2 separate regions of the Bos taurus genome follow, and region 1 is linked to region 2. The links are chromatin contacts, called in public Hi-C maps. All regions are on one chromosome and are shown on one strand. Each heading gives the region's core, a stretch centred on a gene start, on an enhancer-like site or on the middle of the called end of the contact. The rest is flanking DNA. Distances are from core to core; before and after follow the strand shown.

The links. Hi-C and Micro-C count contacts between places; a contact is called where the count stands out from the background.
Region 1: a contact with region 2 is called in a Hi-C map of skeletal muscle, with 9 times the contacts expected there. The contact joins two enhancer-like sites. A contact is called at or near these places in 3 of 11 Hi-C or Micro-C datasets (blood, liver and skeletal muscle).

The regions. Positions count from the first base shown.
Region 1 is chr9:60,328,966-60,332,707 of ARS-UCD2.0, forward strand. All of the region lies in intron 6 of BACH2 (BTB domain and CNC homolog 2), which reads left to right. Among named protein-coding and RNA genes, the nearest start is that of GJA10, 38 kb to the right of the region's middle. Within about 2 kb of position 2,021, at least 20 of the 102 cell types and tissues checked have an H3K27ac peak or open chromatin away from gene starts, as enhancers often do. A contact at or near this core is called in liver and skeletal muscle, where this site is marked.
Region 2 is chr9:59,962,458-59,966,583 of ARS-UCD2.0, forward strand. All of the region lies in intron 1 of BACH2 (BTB domain and CNC homolog 2), which reads left to right. Among named protein-coding and RNA genes, the nearest start is that of BACH2, 13 kb to the left of the region's middle. Within about 2 kb of position 1,939, at least 71 of the 102 cell types and tissues checked have an H3K27ac peak or open chromatin away from gene starts, as enhancers often do. A contact at or near this core is called in liver and skeletal muscle, where this site is marked.

The sequences.
Region 1 (3,742 bases), core at 771-3,270, 370 kb after region 2:
TGCCTCTGTGCTGAGCCTCATGCATGACTGATCACTGAATGTAGCTGCAGGCTGGCCGCTTAACAGGTGATGCTGCTGGTTCGCTGGACTTTGCATCCCGTCACCTCACTATTTATGAGGGTCTGGGGAATGAAAACTATGTCACCTCTGAGAAGTGAAATCCTGAAGGAATCAGTGGGTGGAGGGACAGTAAATAAGATGTGAAGCCCTACTGGGTCTATTTGAGTTGGAAAAGTTTGCCGAAAGAAAGGCAGGAGGGCCTCAGCCTTCTCAGTGTCCAAGGCCAAGTCACTTTAGCTGACTTTTGAGCCCATTTGAGGAATAGGTGGGTGCCTTCCAGCCTGGGAAAGGAACGTTTTCCCAGCTCCTCAGTGGGTCTGTGGCTGACATTTATCTCCAGGGAAGATGCCCATCAGTTTAGAACTTCCTACCCTGAAATTGGCAAATAGCTGTGGTAAGGTTTCTGCCACACCTTTCCAAGAACGACGTCAGGGGCTTCCCTTTGGTAGTTGGGGTAATCCCTCCCTTGCTTGAGGGGGTCGCAGCACACTTTAGAAAGAGACCAGAGTAGTTGGGGCTGGGGGGATTTTTTTCACATGGAAGAGTCTATAGTGGACAATTTTCCTTCAACCTCTGCAAAGCAGCTTGAGTTGCAACAGCTCTGCTGAAAAGTTATATGGCCTTTTGCTTCAAGGACTCTGAAACCAGCATTGTTGATTTTTCCTCTTTCCTGTCAACCTCGGTGCTGTTACCATAGTGGTTTATTTTTTATACAGGCTGTCTAGAGAATGTTAAATACAGTAGCCCTTGGTATAGAAGGCCTTGTGACTTTCCCTGTGGCCTGAGCCATAGGTATATATTCTGTCTGAAAATGTAGAGCATCAGCAGAATCGCTTTGTTGTCAGCAGAGGGGGAGACGCCGTGAGGCCCAAAGCATTGTCATGCCTGCTGTGAAAACACGCCTGCTGCCTGGTGTGGGGACATCCCTGTGCCCAACAGACAGACCTCTGTGTTGTGTAGGTACTGTCCAGGATCTGAGTCTGTTTGTTATCCAAGGCATATAAAAGAGAAATCAAACATTCTTTCGTATCATAATAAGCCCTGTGCAAACACGGCCTGTGGACAAAGCCCTTTGCCGGGCCCATAACAAGGAGCTGTTTGTGCTGACCGCCCGTCATTAGCGGCTGGAGCAGGGCTGAGCCAACTGTGCTGTTATGCGCACTGTGGTGATTTCTGCCCTCCTGAGCCAGCATTGGACAGCTGTCATGGAACAGAGGTTGCCCTATGGAAGTTCAATCAGAGCACCCATCGGGAGCCTTCAGCAAATGCCACGTCTCACAGGCTTAGAGCTATGAAGAAACCTGACTGAGCCGTCGCACCGAGACGCAGGAAGGCAAACGATCATTTACTAGGATTGCCTTTGTGCCAGGGGATTAAGTAACCACAAATGCCAGGGTCCAGACTCACTCAGGGGCTGCCTGCCTCTGATGCAACCAAAGCAAAAGCCTGAGCTCAGGATTAAAGATCTTCCTCTCACTCCCCTGAATGACCCAGACATAACCCTGTAGGTTCTGAATACTAACTAAGGGCTATTTCTTCACCAAAAGGATTTTGATCAGTTAAACCCAGAATGGCCTGTCTGTTCCTCTGGTTATCCAAGTTCACTCGAGTCTACTTGTTCTGTCTGCTAAAGCTATGCTGCCCAGTACAGGAGGCACACGCCGCATGTGGCTACTGAGCACTGGAAATGAGGCTAGTCTGAATGGTGAGGCACACCCAAGTATAAAATGCACCTCGGGTTTTGAAAATGTGGTATCCCCCCAAAAGTGAAATGTCTTATTAATTTTATGCTGATTACTGTTGATAATATTTTAGCTACATTAGGTTCTATTTGGTCTATTATTAAAATTAGTGTCACCTGTTTCTTTTCACTTCCTTTAACGTGGCTACTAGAAGGCGTAACAATCCCACTGGCAGCTCACGTTGTTTGCATTGGACAGCGCTGGGCTAGTGCCTGAACGAAGTTTAGGTTTATAGCTCCATCTGCTGGTGTACCCAAAGCAGATGCTCGTGTTAAGCAGGCGCTCAGCCCCTGAGCTGGGAAACACTGTGTCTTGGCCAAGCAACACTCAACCTTCCACTTCCAGAAGCTTCTGGACGGGACCAGAGCTGACTCCTGAAGTCTCTGCCTCATAGGGAGTCCTGAAGGGGGCAGTGGCAGACTACTGGAAGGTGCAGGTCTGTGTTCTCTATCTTGGTGCAGAGGAAGCTCGAGAGAACGTTGGTTCTCTGCTAAATGCTAAAGAAGGATTCTTTGGAGGATGCTCACCTTTTCCTTGATTTACAAGAATTTGAAAGTGAGACTCTTGCTGAAAACAGTATCTGCATCAATTATTTGTTGCTGCATAACAAATCATCCCAGGGCTTCCCAGGTGGCATAGTGGTAAAGAACCTCCCTGCCAACGCAGGAGATGTAAGAGATGTAGCTTCTGTCCCTGGGTGGGGAAGAACCCCTGGAGGAGAGCTTGGCAACCCTCTCCAGTATTCTTGCCAGGAGAATCCCGTGGACAGAGAAGCCTGGTGGTCTATGGTCTATAGGGTCAAAGAGTCGGACACAGCTAAAGAGACTTAGCACGCACCCATGCAACAAATCACCCCAAAACTTTGTAGCTTCAAACAATCATTTAACATTTCTCATTGTTTCTGTGGGTCTGGAATTCAGAAGTGGCCCATCTGAGCATGCCTGGCTCAGAATATCTCGTGGGGTTTAAGTCAGATGTTGGCAGGAGGCAACCTCTGGAGGTTTGCCTGGGCCTGGAGGATCCTCATCCAAGGTGGCTCATTCATGGGACTGATGAGGTGATGCTGGCTGTTGGCTGGAGACCTCAGTTCCTCTCTACCTGGGCCTCTCCACAATGTGTCCTAAAGAGAGCACAGTCTTAGATAGCGGTCCCCAACCTTTTTGGCACCAGGGACTGATTTTGTGGAAGATAATTTTTCCACAGACTGATTGTGGGGAAGATGGTTTCTGGATGATTCAAGCGCATTGCATTTATTGTGCCTTTTATTTCTGATCAAATGCTGCCGCTGGTCTGTCAGGAGGTGCTGGTCCATGGCCTAGGTTGGCCCTGATCTAAGAGGCCTAAGAAGATACTGTACAGGTCTTATGATGTCACCTCAGAAGTTACATGGACTACTCCCATTTCATTGTTTTGGTCAAAAGGCAGGAACATGCATCCCACCTTTTGACAGAGGAAGGTCAGCATCACATTGTAAAAGAAAATGTGAGAGCATGGGCCTTTTTATTTTCCAAAAATCCATAGTGCCTCATGGGTATATAATAGCACTGTGCAGCTAAAAGGCATGCCCCATTTTGCAGATGAGGAAACGGGGGCTCAGAAAAGTATGGTGACCAGCCTGAAGTCTCAAGTCTGGCAGGAAGGACTAAAAGCCAGTTCTAACTCCTAGATCTCAATGATGTAGCCTCGCCAGGGTCTCTCCCTATATCTGTCTCCCTTACGCTGCTGCAACTACAAATCACACCGACTGTTTCATCTTTCCAGCATCTCCAAGGTGTACAGGGCTCTCTTAATTCAAGTGTTTTAGATGATTCCTCAGATGATGTCTGTCTATAAATTGTTACTTCACTGAGTTGAGGCTCAATGGGAGTTGGTTTCAACTAATTGTAGAGCCCTGCTTACGAAAGCGCTGTGGCCATGACAGTGTATACATTTTCCATTGT
Region 2 (4,126 bases), core at 689-3,188:
GGAGGTGAAAAGTCATGTAGGAGCCAGCCTGAGATGTGATTACACCAGGATGTTCATGGGATCCGAATTTGTGTACAGGTTTAAGCACATCAAACAATAAATTTTAAATTTCCACTTGTGTTAAACATCTCTACATTGTGGGTTTGAAAGTAAGTCCCCTCTGAAAAACAGGAACTGTGCTTGTCTGTTACCAGTTTTTGTGGTCGATCGGGCAACTATTTTGATTTTTGTCAGAAGGGAGGAAAAGCAGTTAAATCCAGTTAAAAACTGGTTAAAATGAACTGGCTCGTGAGATTTGAGTGCAGCTGTTTCCCACATCACAACACGGAGAGTGAATTGTTTATTACCACTCTTCAGTATTATTAGTTATCAGCACTGCTTTTTGAGCAGCGGCATCTCTGCTCTGTCTGTTTGGGGTTGAACCTTGGCAAATAGGAGCTGTGAGGGGAGAGAGGTTCCTGTTTGCCGATTTGCATGTACCTTGTTTTTGTTTTTGCCGGGTAGGTGTGTGCGCCTTCTGTCTGCGAGAGCCATTTAGCATGTCAGCAGTTTCCTTCCAGCCGCGCGTGCTGACTCATGCAGCTGTTACAGCCCTCAGCTGGCCCCACTGCGATCGGCCCACAGCACCAGCGCCGCCGTGGAGAGCACCTCGACCATTTCGCTGCGGGGAGACTATTTTCAGATCTGTGGTCGCTGCTGAGCTGGGTTCCCTTCTCCCTCCAGCAACCAGACACAGCTTTTGTTTCCCCGGGGTAGAAAATTGGGCATATTTCTAACTTGGTGACTGTGTGAGCATCACAGTATTTCTGGGAAGCCCCCAAAGAAAATCGATTTTTCCTTCCTTTTAATTTTTTGGTGCTCCTTATAGGGAGAGGGGAGTGGGGATGAGAGTAAGAGAAAGGGGCTCTGCTGTTACTTCCTCCTTAGCACCAGAGGGAACTCTTCTGAACAGTTAACTGAGGTTTTCCTGGTGTAACCCAGACCTGACCCACTTCTCCCCGTGTCAGTGAAGTGTGTGTGCCGGGACTGGGGCAGTGGGCAGGAGGTGTTCAGCAGCTAGCCCCACTTGGTTTTATGTGGTTCAAGTCCTTAAGTAATGACAGATTTTGTTTGTATCTGTTGCATGTTATTAAGGTTAAAAAAAAAAAAAAAAAACTCAAACCTGACCTCGGGTCATTTTAAACCTGGCATGTGTTTTCAGAAATGGTTTCGCTGTTTGTTTTTGGAGTTCAGTTCTGCTTATTTTCATCGGAAAGTGAAAATGTTACTTTTTTTGAGGTTTATAAATAAACTTCCTTTTGCAGATACAAGTTGATCAGAGCATCCTAAACTTATCTTGAGAAAGATGATTAAAGTGAGATCAGTTAGAGAAAGGAAAGCTTTACACATGGTTGTGGAGTTTGCCTCCATTTTTTTTTTTAGCTTCAATAAGCATTCTGAAGCAGCTTTGACCAGTAATAAAGAAAAAGCCAAGCCACAGTGACTATGTGTAACATGATGTTGATGGAAGTTCTTGGTTTCCGCCGATACAAATGACTCATCAGTATCAATAGAATTGTGACTTCTAATAATAACACAGTGCAAGACCTTCAAAACATGTGGTTTTTAGCCCTAGCTGTTAGTGAAAGGTTGGAAAATATTAGTTTGAGCTTTTTTTTTTTTCTGATCTCTTGATTTCACCCAAATTTAAAGTTGTTTTTTGTAGGTGTGATGATCACACTATTGTTTTTTCATCTTACTGTTTTTAGTTTCGTTATGACCACGTCGCCAAACTCAGATCATTTCATCGTTTAGAAATCTGTGCAGTAAGCATCTCCCAGGGCTGTGTTTTGAGGGAAATGTGGCTGAAAAGCAAATCCTCCCTGAACAGAGAAAGGAAAAAACCGGTCCGGACTCTGGTCCACCAAGCTGCCAGCCTTCTCCACAGAGTCTGTTGTGGAGGGTTGTGGGACCGCTGACTGGCTGATTGCCCTGTGAGTCATTGTCAGAGGAATCCAAGAGGAAGGGTAACAGAAAATGCGAGTCAGAGGAAACGGCCGAGTGAGAAGGAGCAGTTACGACAGGAAGGACGGTGCTGCCCCGTCTCCAGGGCTGAAGGGCTGAGACCCGCAGACCCTGAACATCACAGGGAGGTTAGGTGTGCATTTGTGAGTTGCAGCCTCTCTGCTTGCATCTATTTGTGGGCGCTTTCTTATTTTGCTGTTCAGTTTTGGTTTGTTTTGCCTGCATTTTGGCCAGACCATCAGAGATCTCTATCTTAGCTCGGTAAGACCACAGAGGTCTTACCCCAGGGCCTCTCCTTTTCGCATTCTGTAGTGAAAGCAACTGAATTTCTAGACTATGAAATCAGCACCTACATTTACCTTTATACAGCTTTTTTTCTTTCTGAACACTTCATCTTTAGAAATGTTGCATCACTGGTTTCCTAGTTACTACAGCCAGTGGCCTTTGTGCCTTACCTGCTATGTTAGCCTTGATCTGGGAAATACTAAAGGCTTTAAAGAGAAGCACAAAATGAGAATGTTACTAGTTGAAATTTTGTGTCAGTCTTGCCTCTCTCACAGTTCGTCCTGGATGGCTCTTATTTTTCCATGCCATCTTCTCAGCATTTTTTAGTTTTAATACTTATGCCTCCCTTTACTGTCTTTACCCTGGTGTTTTGCTCCCCGCTAGCATTTCCTTTCTTTGCCTCTTGTTCTTCCTCCCTCTTGCCAAGTCTTTACATTTCTTTCTCTATGTGAACACGCACCTCTTCTCCTTTATTCTTGTAGATTCTTTCTGCTCCTGCCTGCATGCATACACCCTTTCTCACATCATTCCTAGACAGACCCAGGCATGTGTGCACATATGCACACACTCTGTGTACATATGTGGACACATGTGCACCAACACAGCCCCCTCCCTGACCCTGGTCTCTTGCTTGTGGAGACCCCACAGTGGCTCTGGGTGCTTCTGTTGCTATCTCTTCCCAGAGCTGGTTTCTGGAAGGGGTCATTCAGACAAGAAGGGAATTGGAAGGGGAGCATACACTGGCTTCCCGCCTGTGTCTAAGAATACATCCTGGGAAGGAGGCTGGATTCTGAGGCTCCAGGAAAAAACCCAAGGGAGGCTCTGGCTTCAGAATCCAGGGAGTAGGTTGTTGTTTAGTCCCTAAGAGGTGTCCGACACTGTGACCCCTGTGGACTGCAGCATGCCAGGCTTCCTCCACCCGCTTCTCCTGCCCTCAGTCTTTCCCAGCATCAGGGGCTTTTTCAGGGAGTCAGATCTTCACATCAGATGGCCAAAGTATCGGAGCTTCAGCTTCTGCATCAGTCCTTCCAGTGACTATTCAGGGTTGATTTCCTTTAGGATTGACTGGTGTGATCTCCCTGCAGTCCAAGGGACTCTTCAAGAGTCTTCTCCAACACCACAGTTTGAAAGCATCAATTCTTCAGCCCTCAGCCTTCTTTATGGTCCAACTGTCACATCCATACATGACTACTGGAAAAACCATAGCTTTGACTGGGCGGACCTTTGCTGGCAAAGTGTTCAGGAGGAGGTAGGCCTGAGCTTGGGCACATCAGCCAAAGAGAACAAGGTGTTGGGATGATTTTTCCACCGGTCTTGAGTTGGAGAATCCTGATGGGGTGAGAAGGGCCTCTGGAGGGGGTGGGTGGTTGGGGAGTACTAAGGGGAGGAGGAGGCTCAGAACTCAGGGTGTGAAAGAGAATGGGGATCATTGGCTTGCCTCTGGCTGTTAAAATGCCCACAGAGCCTGGTCCAGGGGAACTGGCAGGAGATCCCGGGGATACCCAGGCTCCCTCTGCGACCTTAAGCTGTCTCTTGCCCCACCAGAGAGACCTTCCCTGACCCTGTGGAGTCGGGGGACCACCCTCTTTTCCAGGCACCCACTCTTCTCCTTCCTTTTCTCTGAGGCTCTTATCACCCTCTGCGCTCTTGTATATGAGGTTGCTTGTCCATCTGTCTCCCTCATTATGAAATCAGCTCCAGACTTTGGGGTCTTTGCCTCCTTTGGTCACTGTAAGTCCAGGGGCCTGGAAAAGTGACACTACAGGGCTGCTCATTAAGCATGTATTTGTTGAATAAATGAACTTACTGTCTCTTAAGAATCACCTGTGGCTTCTCA